Regions from separate parts of the Anas platyrhynchos genome. Here region 2 is linked to region 1. Evidence: chromatin contacts called from public Hi-C data. All regions are on one chromosome and are shown on one strand. The core of a region is the stretch at or near the end of the contact, and the rest is flanking DNA. Distances in the headings are between cores, read along the strand shown. Region 1 holds the start of PDGFRA (platelet derived growth factor receptor alpha). Region 2 overlaps SCFD2 (sec1 family domain containing 2).

Evidence for each region. A called contact is a pair of places that touch in the nucleus more often than the background predicts.
Region 2: a Hi-C map of subcutaneous adipose tissue shows a contact between it and region 1, with 2.3 times the contacts expected there. The contact joins the enhancer-like site here to the promoter of PDGFRA in region 1. A contact is called at or near these places in 5 of 8 Hi-C or Micro-C datasets (F1 follicle, liver, skeletal muscle and 1 more).

Annotation. Positions count from the first base shown.
Region 1 is chr4:51,796,241-51,802,743 of IASCAAS_PekinDuck_T2T, forward strand. It overlaps PDGFRA (platelet derived growth factor receptor alpha), which reads right to left and starts at 1,438. Exons shown (of 23, transcript XM_021267644.4): 1 at 1,378-1,438. The coding sequence starts at 1,422.
Region 2 is chr4:52,283,407-52,289,169 of IASCAAS_PekinDuck_T2T, forward strand. All of the region lies in intron 5 of SCFD2 (sec1 family domain containing 2), which reads left to right. Among named protein-coding and RNA genes, the nearest start is that of RASL11B, 56 kb to the right of the region's middle. Within about 2 kb of position 2,410, at least 3 of the 8 cell types and tissues checked have an H3K27ac peak or open chromatin away from gene starts, as enhancers often do. A contact at or near this core is called in subcutaneous adipose tissue, where this site is marked.

The DNA.
Region 1 (6,503 bases), core at 188-2,687:
GGGCTCCCAATTTCGTGAATGAGCCTCCTCCCTCAGCCCCTCCAGGACGGTGGGTCACGGTGTGGGGTTACGGACGGGGAGATGGAGCTGGAAACGAATTGGCGGCTTCCTCGTGTCCTTTGTGCGCTCCTGAGCGCGGGCAGGGGACGCAGAGCAGCACGGAGGGCTGCGAGGCAGCCAGAAGCAGGAGGCAGCGGGCGAGAGGGGCAGAGCCGCACCGCTCGGCTTTATGAATGAAAGCCACAACGAAAGGCAGCCGTCGCCGGGAGCCGGCCGCCCCAAACCCTGCTGCTGTGCCGGGACCGGGGAAGCTCTTCTCATCCTCTGTGCCCTCGGCACGGCCCGTCTGAGCTCGCCCGGAGCCCCGACGGCTTTAGCCGGGGACCTCCGCCTCGCCGTGGCGCCCAGCGGTGGCCGGGGAGGTGGCGGGGGCTGCCCCCGTCGCCTCGCTGCGGGGTCCCGGAGCCGAGCCCGGCGAGCGGGGCGATGCTGCGGCCGCGGGAGAGGGGGCAGTGCAGCCCCAGGAACCGAGCGGGGACGGAGGCCCCTGCCTCCCGGGAGGGCTCCGGCCTCGGAGCCGAGCCCCCGGGCTTCTCCCCGCTTCCTCCCTTCCCGCTCTGGCCCGCCTCCCTCTTTTTATTTTTTTTTTTCTCGTCTTTATTATTATTTTTTTCCGTTTAGCGCCAAACAAAAGTTTTGTCCTCAAAGTCAAGCAGGATGCGGTGGTTTTTTCTCCCTCCCCAAACCAAGGAGAGCTAAGCCTCCGGAGCGAAGATGCCCCGAAGGGAGTGGGGGCAGGCAGGAGAAGAACAGCGTGCTCAGGCTGAGGGCCCTGTGGCGAGGCTCGCAGGGTCCCCAGCCTTTTTGCACGCTCTCCTCTAGTGCATCCTCAGCTCGGGTGAGTGCACAACCCCGCTATTGCTTCCACATGTTCCTGCAGGAAACCAGTGGAGTCAGATCCCTGGTCGGAATGCTAACAGGATACCGTAATGCTTGTGAATAAACAACAGGCTGCGAGTGAGTCAAAAGCACAATGAGGAAAAAAATAATAATAATAAAAAAAAAAATGACTACACCCGGGTGTTCTCCACCTGGGGGGCGAGCACAGGCAGCAGCCCGGCCCCCCCGAGGTTGTGCAGGACGAGCCCCGACGGGGCGGGAGGGCTCCGGGCAGGGTTCAGCTCCGCGAAGATGTGCGGGAGCCGAAAATGCGTGAGCTTGAGGCCGTGCAGGGCTCGGGCTGGCACCCAGGAGCCTGCTTTGACGGGTTTAAGGATGGAGGTGATGCCTGGCGAGGGACCGCCAGCATCAGCCGTGGCGCCCGCTCAAGGAAAAGAGCAAAAGGAAGGGGAGAAGGCGCTCTCTGTTTGCAATTACCTGCCTCATTTGAATAATGCCTTCGTCGTGATCATTATCGAGCATTCGTTAACGGCTTCCACGTGGGATCTCACAAAAACGAGCACAGAATAAAACCAAATCACGGAGTCGGGACGGGCAAAAAGCTGCGGGCGGGGACCCCGGCGGCTCCTGCGGGGCCGGGCCGGGGGCAGCGGGGCCGCTTTCCCCGACGTGGCTCCCCCTTCCCCGCCCCGACGGCAGGAGACGAGGGGCCCCCTGCCCGCGGGAGGAGCCCGGGAACCTTCTCGGGGCCGGTCCCCCCCTCCCGGTGCCGGCGGTGCCTAGGGGGTGTTTGAAATAACCCCTCCGGGACAGCTCCCGAGCGCTGCCCCCGCCCCGTGTGGCGCAGGGGGGTCCTGTCCAGGGGCTTGGGGTTAGCGAGAGGACAGGCGGGGGGTGGGGGGATTTACACCACGGCAGCCCCCTCCCCTCCCAGCCCCTCTCCCCTCCCCCGAAGTGCTGCAGCATAAGGCATCCTGCATGTTTATGTGGCAACAGATGGAAGCCGCACGTCTTAAACAACCCGGGCTGGAGCCTCTGCCGCCTGTTTACTCTTCCAATCTGCAGCCCCCCAACGCCCTCCAACACCCCCCAACACCCCCGGGGGGGCGGTCGCGGTCCCGGCTCCCTCCCCGGTTCTGTAGCGCCCACAGCCTCCGGGCGGCGGGCACCGACGGGGCGGCTCGCTCCGGCCCCGGGAGCTTGCGGGGGGGGCTGGGAGCTGAGATTTTGGGCTGGGAGGGAAGGCAGGGATGGGGCTGAGAGCCGTCAGCCACGTTTTAGGGATGCCCGGTGCCGGCTGAGCTCTCCCGTAGGCACAGCGCCGCTCAGGAGGACCGCGACACCCCTGGATGCACACCTCTCCGCTCATTAGTATTTTTCTATTTTTCTAAGATTTTAATTTATTTTTTTAATTTATTTTTCTAAATATCCATTCAATGCATAGCTCTCGGGCCCGGCCGTTCCCCGAGCAAAACACCGGCCTAAGCCACAACCCTAGCATCGAGAAGGGCAACGCCGGCCAGGAGCAGAACCCCGACAAACCCCGAGAGAGGGAGAAAACCGAGCGGGTTCTCCTTGCTTATGTCTGTAAATCTGTGCCCCCGTCTGTCGCGGAGGGAGGAGAACACAGCAGCGGGACAGACGGGGACAGACGGGGGGCACAATCGGGCTCCACCGAGCCCAGCCCCGCCGAGGGAGATGCTCGGCCCTTGCAGACGTGTCGCGTTTACAGCCACGGCGGGGATTTTTGGAATTTCCCCTTTTTCCACAACTCCTTCGTTCTGTTTGTCCAACATCGGCTGTCCCCGAGTAGCAGGGATCCCGTGTCGGTGGGCGAGCAGGGAGGCAGACAAAAGAAATGGACGGCTGCTCCCCGCCGCCAGCCTCCCCTCCCCTCCCTTTATTTTCATTCACCCCGGGGTGGTTTAAGGCAGTGCCCCGTGCCCGTCGGGTTCCCTCTGAGGCCTCTGCTGCTTCGACGTCGGATTGTTTTGTTTTCACCGTCACATTTGGCTCTTGACGCTCAAAGATGCCAGAACAAGCGTGGCAGCCTTATTCTTTGCGGTGGATCAAAAAAAAAAAAAAAAAAAAAAAAAAAAAAAAAAAAAGCTTTGTTTTCCCTGCTTTTTTTTTTTTCTTCTTTTTTTGGGGGGATTGGGGCAGCACAAACAGGCTGCTCCGGTCCTAACCCGGTTTAGGGGTGGAGTAATGGGCCGGGAGCGGAGGCTGCGGGGGCAGCGGGCGGGACGCTAGAGGGCACCGCAGCCCGCGGGAGGAGCGGCCGGGCAGCGCCAGCCACCGGGGGCACACGGCTCCCCCCCTGCACCGGAGGAGCGCTCTTTACACAGATTCCCCCCCAAAAAAATAATAATTAGCAGCCGCCCTCCCCGTAAGCCCGCGGGAGAGGGCAGCGCTGGGTGCGCGCCTGTGTCTTGCAGCCGGGGGGGGATGGTTTTCTTTCCTAAATATAACCCGCGAGCCCTAGGAGGAGTTCAGTGGGGCACGGCACACCCCGCAGACGCTTGGTTTCGCTGTTCGCAGTTAAAGGATCGGCTGGGTTTTGGAGATGGGGAAGCGAGGATCCGAGCACTGCATCCCTGCGGGTCCAGCAGCAGCCCCGCGGCGAGCAGAGCTGCGAGAGCAGGTCCTCCCTGCCACAGACGTGGGGTTTTCCCCCCAGAAAATCAAAGGACCTCCTCCTTCTCCAGCCCAGGTTTGATTTCGATCCGTAACTCCTTAGGCCATTATCTTTGCCTTTGTTCTTTCAAACCGCAGCAATTAATGGATTACAGCAGGACACAGACACAGCCAAGCCAGGCGGCTCTGTTTCTCTGCCTAGTTACTGTTGGTGCCAGCTTTACCCCTTCGGGCTGGTGCCCTGAGATCTGCACAGGACAGCTGGCTGGTCCCTGGGCCACCCAGGACACGGAGGTCACCATCCCCCGTGGTGTGGTGAGCACAGCCAGCCCAGGTCCATGCCTATGTCACTCCCCACATATGCACGGGCTGGCCATGTCCACAACACATCACTGCCACGGGCAAGGAAGAGCCAAGGTAGGCTGAGCATCATGAGGTGCCCAGCTCTGGAGGGACCCCACAGGTCTGTCCAGTGACTTGAATCATCCATGCAGCAGACACAGGTTGTCATTTTTCTGCTTCATCCTGTGATAGGTTTTCCTCTGGTGCTTAATGTTTTGACAATACATCCCTTTGGAACAATGTGCTGTAGAATAACTGAAGCTAAGGACAAGTTTTTGGAGATATAATTGACTTTACAAAAGGATCCATCTCTTCTCTGTATGTTTTTTTGCTCTGAAATACCGTGACAAACAAAGCACCGTCCCTCTGTTTTCGTGGCACGGAGAGATCCTGAGCAGGGGTCTCACTCATCCCGCGATTCAACTCGTGTCATCAGTTGCTTTCTTTAGTCGGGAGATAGGAGGGACCGACACACTGAACAGCCAGGGGAAATTGTTCTTCTCTTTTCTGTCTCTTCTATAAATGACTAATTGGGCTTTTCCTTTTGTCTGAGGTCAACAGGTTTTAGCCTGTACCTCATCTCATTCTCCAGGGAGTACTTGCTGCTTCAGTTACATGTTTATTTGCCTGTCCATTGTCGAGAGTCCTTTAGGGTACTCAGTTATTTGCACTTCACTTGAGTGGGGTGGCCGCAGAGGGAGAAACGAGAAAGTGAAATGAGAGGAAAATACAGGCACAGGTCAGTTCCCGGCAGCTGTGGACAAGAAATGACGGCTCAGGCTCGGCTCAGACTGGGGAGATCCAGCATGACTCAAGAACAGGGCTCATGGGGTGGGTTTGGGTCCTTGGACCGCTGGCTGTTGTACTCAGACAGCCCTGGTCTTAACCTAAATTATCTTACAAAAAAGGGGTCTAATGTGGAAACCGGGACAGATTCTGCATCGTGTAAATCTGGTGTAATTCCAACTTCAAGGGAAATATTCCAGATTGAATCTGGGATAATTAAGATTAAAAATTGGCTCTGGAAGTCTTTTCTTTGGCAATAAAGTTAGAGAAGTACTGTGAAGAAAAATAATTCAAACCAGAACATTGTTTCAGTGCTCTTTTAAATAACATATGCTATAGGCGCTTTGAAGGCATTTGTTCTCCATGGCAGCAGTATTTTAAAACTTTCACTTTGGCTCCACTAACCGAGTTAACCCTTGAGAACCAAGTGTGTTTAAAATAGGCTACATACACAGACACCATTTTGCAGGACATTCTCCAAATAACAGTAATTTAAAAATATCTTTTAGAGTGATATGATTGCTGCTGTGGCAGTGGCAAGCTTCCTAGTGAGGATGAAGCCATGCATTCACAAAGCAGGCAATGCAATGAGTCTGTATTTATACCTTACTTGTCACAGTGTTGTTTTTTCTTCTTTCCTGGTGAAAACTTTGCTATCTGAATGCTAAACTCAACACACCAAGAAGGAGCAATTTTGGAAGGCAGTTGTTTAGTGTCTCTGGGAAGCAAACTCTGAACGGAGTCCCTAAAGGAATGGAGGAAAACTGAAGAGCCATAAATTACTCGGCATTTTTCTAGCTCCCATGAATAAGATGACAAGCTCTCCTCTAATAGTCACTGTGTCCAGTGCCACTTCATTTGTGAGGCCTGTGTCCCCTGTAGAAATGATTTCACCATAACTTTATTGCAATTGCTGAGGAGGTGCTGGTGCTTGTTTTGTGTAGCTGGGCAATTTTTCCAGGTCTGGCGTTCAGCCCCAATGAAATCACGAGGTCTGTCATTCCTATAGTGGTCCCAGATTTTCACCACAGGTTAATCAGATCTTTCTTCAGGGTGTGGAAAAAAAAAAAAAAAAAGAGGGGAAAAATAAGAATCAGCTGTGTCTGTCTTTGATTCCTTGTGGCATATAAATAATATGTCTTTGGAAAACGTGTTTTCCACTTTTTAAGCGGGGTGGGGAAGTAGGAGGGGTTAAATCTTTCAAAAGTACAGGAACACTGAGCCTTGTCACCCCTGTTTTTTTGCCAGAGGACCCCTTGTTGAACCAGCAAACGAGGATCTCACAATAACACTAACTCTTTCTCTGGGCAATCTTTCAAGCCACTTGATGAGCAGGTTCATAGGGCTAGGGAGCAGAGAGACATGTCCTGCCCCAAACCTGCTGCTGCAAGGAACTGAGCAGCCGTCCTCCCACCACCCCGCATGGGTGCCCCGGAGGGAGGCAGGGAGATGGAAAACAAGCACAGAAGAGACCAGACGCAGCCCCGAATGGACCTGCAGATGGGGCCCATCTGAGGTTTCTTTCAGAGAAAGTGAATTGTGGGATAATCCCTCACCTTTCTGGCCCCTACTCCCATCCGTGTTTTGCTTCCTTTGTCCCAAGATAACAGGCTAAGTGCTGAAGGAATAGTGGTAAGGACACAAAAAAATGTCTAAATTAGAGCAGTGCTCTTTGCTGGCTCTCTTTGCTAGTTGAGGACACCACAGAAAAGGAGTAGGGTAGGAACAGGTCACTTCACCCCTATTTTCTATTTTCACAGTCAAAGGGAATAGAAACGTGTTCTCCTCAGTGTCAAGAGAATCCAGAATTTCCTTTCCCTCTCGTTTTGTGATGGGAG
Region 2 (5,763 bases), core at 1,160-3,659, 490 kb after region 1:
CCTTGCTGGATGAAAGAAGCCAGCCTCACATTTGTCTTCGTGTAGCTTCAGTTTCTTCATCATATCTGATTTACTGTGTTACTACATTATTATAGCTTGGCATATTTAAATCCAGTTTAATATGCGCACAGCTCATTCAGTCTAGGCGTCTCATTGTGTGCTTAAAATTGGGCAGCGTCCAGGTGCCCTGGTGGTTAATTTTGATGAGTTAACACAGAAACCCATCAAAGTGAAGATAAATTATACTCTTTCTGCCAAGAAGTAGTACCTTGGTGAATTAAAGCTACACAGGTTTTACAAGCAGTGGCCCTGCTCCAGTGTAGAGTCCAGATACAAGGTCGGTGCCCGAGTGGTAAAATAAAATTTGTGTTCAGAGGCAGTTCTCGAAAGTGGTTGTCCGCAAAGCTCCAGTTGCAAATGCTATAGGGGAATACTGCTTTTCAGATACCTGTTCCCTACAAATTTTCTCATGTAACTGAATATAGTAATAATAATAATTAAAAAAAAAAAAAAAAAAAAAAAAAAAAACAAGCAGACATCCTCAGATATCTCAGGAATATTTCTGAGTAAATCTAGACTTCTCTTCCTTGAAAGAAAATGGTTGGTGGGGAATTACCACTCTAACTGGCATCCTGTGTTGCAGGGGACATTTGCCCCGCTGTTCTCTCTGTACATTGGTTAGGTTATGGGACTGCTAAATGTGGATCTTATCTGTCTGCAGGATGTGGATCCTAACGATGACATTTTCACTGATCTGTTCTTCATCTTTAATGTTTTGAGATGCTTTACATCAGCGTGTTGCATGTGTAAGGGTGAGCACTTAGGCATTGCAAATGTTGTCAAATAGCATTTTGAAACCCCCTTGAAAGGGTTCAGACATGTTTATTATAAACTGCGTCCCCATGTTATCCCTTCTGAGCGTGGAGCACTGGCATCGGTTATGCTTTGTGATACAAGCCTGCTCGGGTGGGTGTGATGAGTGTGGAAGGCAGAAAATGGGGTCACCTCTGTGCCTGCGAGCCAGGAGCAGGCAGGATGTGTGAGCCGTGGGCAGGCAGCTTTCTGCTGGGGAAGGGGAGTGGTTAATTTAATTTGGGAGAGGAGGCAGCAGCTAGAAAGCAAGTGGTTCCATATACTATCTCTGTTGTTATTGCCAGTTCAACTTAATTCAATTCTGATAATGTCGACAGATCTCTCTGTACAACATCTTTGGGCCGTATGGAGCTAGTCTGGCAGCTCCCCCAACCCAAATGGGTGTCTGGCACTATCCATCATATTGCTCATGAGGCTCAGACAGTGTTTTATCCAGAGTCCTGTAGCAGCCTCGGCACATATACACTACCCAAAAGGAGATCTTGCAAATCTGTAGTGGTCCCATTTGTTACCACCATTGCTCCATGCTGGCCTTCAGCTGTGTCACTGTGCAGAATTTGGGCCCACGCAGGGCACTTCCCAACAATTTGAGACATGTCAACATCATAGAGAATAGCATTACATGTCTTCAGTGCAGCTGCTCCTGATTTTCTGTGTTCATGTTAAGGGGAGAATAAAATATGGCTGTAGAAAAGCACTGCTGAGATTGTCCACTCCCTTGCTCATCTCCATCAGCAAATAGATCATTCACCGAGGGAAGGGGAGAGTCTCAGTTCTGCTCTCCTGGCCGACAGCTTCAAATCTAGACAAAAGATTGATCAATCTTCTGGGCAAATGAAAGACTGTATGATTTAAAGACAGACTTGCCTGTTGGGAGGTATATTTAAATGTGTCAGACTGAGACTAAGCTGCCTTTTTTTTATTATTTTAGCCTTTTTTAAAGGTTTTACATTCTTCCAAAATACCTTTTTCTGATGCACTCACTGTGTACCAAGTCTATTTTTAATAGACATACTCCACCTATATCACTCTGTTGTCTTCATACATGATCCAGAAATGTTCGTATGACTAATTTTGGACATTGTATTGATTTCCATGACAACTGACTGTAATGTGGTAAACAAAAGATTAATTGTTTTGTTGTGGGATCAAGCAGATGAGGACTTTAGATCACAAGAAGAAAAAGTGAACCTCCTGTGCAAAATATACAGCAATTCCAAAGGGAATATAGCAAAGGAATAGCTAAATATGTTTTTCTTTAACTAAACCTTCTAATTTGTCCAGCTTGTTCCAGTGTGAAAGTCGCTTTCTGAGAGAAGATAAACAAGAATATCAGTTAATTCCTTGTGCAAGGCTAAAAAGCTTATCTCATGCAGTGGTCAAGCTTCTCAACTTCAACTGGCCAAACATCTGCAGTCAGACAAAGGCAGCTGTCCTTCATGACGTTAGATAAACCCACACGTCTTGTGCTGGGCCCGTAGCAAAAGCCAGCAAGAGTGAAAAAGCTGGCAAATACCTCCCAAAATATCATCGTGCTTCTATTTCTTAGCACACAGTGCCTTCTTGTGGGCAAAAGGCATCACTGCTAGATGGAAGCTGTAGCACAGCTGATGTTTCCCCTTCCCTTTGTACTTCAGGCAACTTGGGGAGGAAACCCAAGGAATGTGGGACATGAGTTTGGGTCACAACTTGCAAACGCATGTGGAGGCATCGAGCTTGTCACACATCACAGCTTCCCGTAATGAAAGCACTCTTTAGAAGCCTCCAGAAATGAGATGAACATCAGGTTTGGCTTTCACAGCACTAAGAAACGTTCTTCCATTTGGTTTAGTTTTGTTTAAGAATTAAGACTCGGTCTTGCTCAGGGATGGATGCAGCAACCCCCTGTCAGGCAAAGACACACACGTGTGCACAGACGTGTGCCGGGCTAGGCGGGTGGGACAGAAAAACACCTTCTGTCGGAGGGTATTTACAGGCTTTTCTCCTCACAGCCAGATGGACACAACCGTGGCCATCTCGGTTACTCGCACCGATGCCTCCAAGTGCCATGGGGAAGCAGCTGGCTGCGGGATGAGGCCTGCGTCGCCCTGAGGGGACGCGCGGGGCCTGAGGAGCAGGGAAGGGGTGAATCCCCAGTGCCCCCGTCTCATCGTCGCGTTCTTCTCGTAGCGTGTTTGTCGTAAATGCTGGACGCTTCCTCTTCAGCAGATCCTGAATGTTTGCAGGACTCAACTGCAAATGTGTTTATTGCCGAGATGAGGCTCGTGTATGAAGTCGGTTCCTGACTTTGCAGCTTCTTTCGTGCAGCCAGGATCAGGCCAAGTGTGGTGGAGTGCAGTCTCGTGAAGGCCTCTTCCTGTCATAAATAAGATTACTTTCATTTCACTTGTGGAGTGTGTTATTCCTCAGAGTAATGAATTTCCTCTGTGCCTTTGAGCACATAAACATGGTTTTCATTAGGTTTCTATTAAAAAAAAAAAAAAAAAAAAGAGGCTGAGTAAAATTAATAAGAAGGCTATTAACTCCATAAATGCAGATGCGTTTTTACTGTATAACCGTGTTGGAAGTAAACAGCTTCTTCTCCGACAACTGCAAAGACTGCAAATTGCATAAAATGAAATAGTTCTGCAGAACTGGGTTCTGCTTCCAGAGAAAAGGAGGTGGAAAAGATGACTGTTCAGAAACTAGTTTTTTAGGAGGAAAAATAGACTCAGATTAAATGTAGACAGACAAATAGCCTCAGGCATTTTACTTAATATGTAACGTGTGTGATAATAATAGTTTTGAGACATATATTTAGAACTAGAATTACAGCTAGGAGTTGGAGTATTGCTCTTTTTTCTTCCCTCACCAGATACGTCCCTGCAGTTTGCAGAATAAGGAATAGCAACATTTGCAAATATTACACTGATAGACCCTGTAACTCATAAAATTTTCATGTACAGTTTGTATTTGTGGCTTGAGATCTCTGTCAAGTGGTGAATCACTACAGCATCATTGCGGTTTTCTTTTTTTTTTCATAGTTACCAGCATTTTAAACATGGAAACAAAAATCACCGTGCATACAAAGTAAGGCATTTTCAGAAGCTCAGACCCTCGAACTGCTGCTGTGTCTTTCCACTCTCCCAGTCAAATAGGCAGTAAAAGGAAAAAAATCAGTAAACTCTGAACACGTGCTCCTTGCACTCCTCTACCTTAATTTTGGTTTGAAGAACTGGAATCACTTTCTTGCTAATCAGATCCTACACAGTAGATGGAACTTTCTCAGAATGAAGTTGCTAGACTTTAGCAAAACCTCAGTGCCAAGAAATGAGCTTGGCAACTAATTAAATTTCGAAACATTGCCAGCCTATTGTGAGTAATTTCATATTATACTGTAGACTGTTTTAAGCCTTGGTTTCCCATAAAATCAAAATTCTTGAAAATTCTTGTACATAGCTTCCAATTTCATTCTGCTTAGGCAAATTTAATGTGAACAACAACAAGGCATCACATGGTAGTCATTATTCATGATGCTAATAAAAAGACAGAGTCTGCCAAGACTTTTTGCTTGAGCATAGAAAAACAAATGTTTCTTTTCCTATATCAAATGGCTGTTTTAAAAATAAATTATCTTCTTTTTCATTTTTCTTCTCAGTATTTATATCTCTGTAATTCAGTAAGGAGAACTGCAATTTACCTGAGAACCCTTTTTAGTCTGATGCCAAACCTTATCATTATTGGTCCTTGTTACAGTGCAACTGTTGCACTACTGTAACCGTAACAGTGCAGATAGTTTTAATTTAAAATGGTAAAGATAAAGTTATTTAACGAGCCAGTCTCAGTTATGGGTGAAAATTGTTGATTGTAACCTCAACAGCAAAGGAAGAGAACTCTGAAATACTGGCACCCATTTCCCTTAGCTGTCAGGCAGGAAATTGTTTGAGGCTTTTGGGGGGGCTGAGGGGAGCAGGAGGAGGTGGTGTGAAGATAGAAAGCACTGCACATTAAAAATTCTGTCTGGCTGTTTAATATTTGTTCAGTAGTGTGCTGTTCCCTAATCAAGCCCCCGTAGGCTGTAAATCATGGCCACTATGTCACTGTTTTGATTGGAAGCAAGAGTTGTACCATGGCAAACCTCTAGGGACAGCAAATTTCTGCAGCTGTGGAAAGCTGGAACTATTTGCTGTTATTACTAAAGGAATCTCTGAATTTTTCTTCTCTTTCTTTTTTTTTTTTTTTAATATAAAGATGTAGTGAAATTCATAAGGTGCACAGAGATTTAGTATGAAGGTTTTATAGCAAGCATGGCCTATAATAATAGTGCTCTGGTAATAGAAACTGAATTGTTCTAATTGTCAAAACAGCAAAAGTGTACAATTATAGCCCCTTTCTCCCCTATTGCTTTGTGCATCTTAGGAAAAAATATATGTAAATGAGCATATATTATTTCTAAATATATAAAATGTCGATCAAGTATTTGGTGCTTCAGTAGCATATCTTCCTTTTGAATAAAAGCGTAGGTTTTACTTCTAGAAACATCCTGGAAATTTGTACGATAAATTTGTTTTCAAGAAGGTGTTTAGAGTTTTTTGGGGGCTTTGACTTCTGAACTATAGCCAGCATAAATGGAGACTGAGGGCCGAAACATTAACTTCTCCAGAAGTGCAAAGTAAATACTTGAGTTGATTTATCTACCATTTATCACAGACAGGTCTAGAGCTAGACGATAGCTTTCCATTAGAATATTCTCTTCAAGATAATCTAAGTGCTTCCCTGCGACCAAATTGAAGGGCTGCAAAGGAAATGCATTTCTGACATATGTAAATCCTCTATCCTATGTGCACGGCCTTCCTACAGGATTGATAGTAGTATTATTCCCAGATGCCCTGATCATATGGTAGGGCTTGA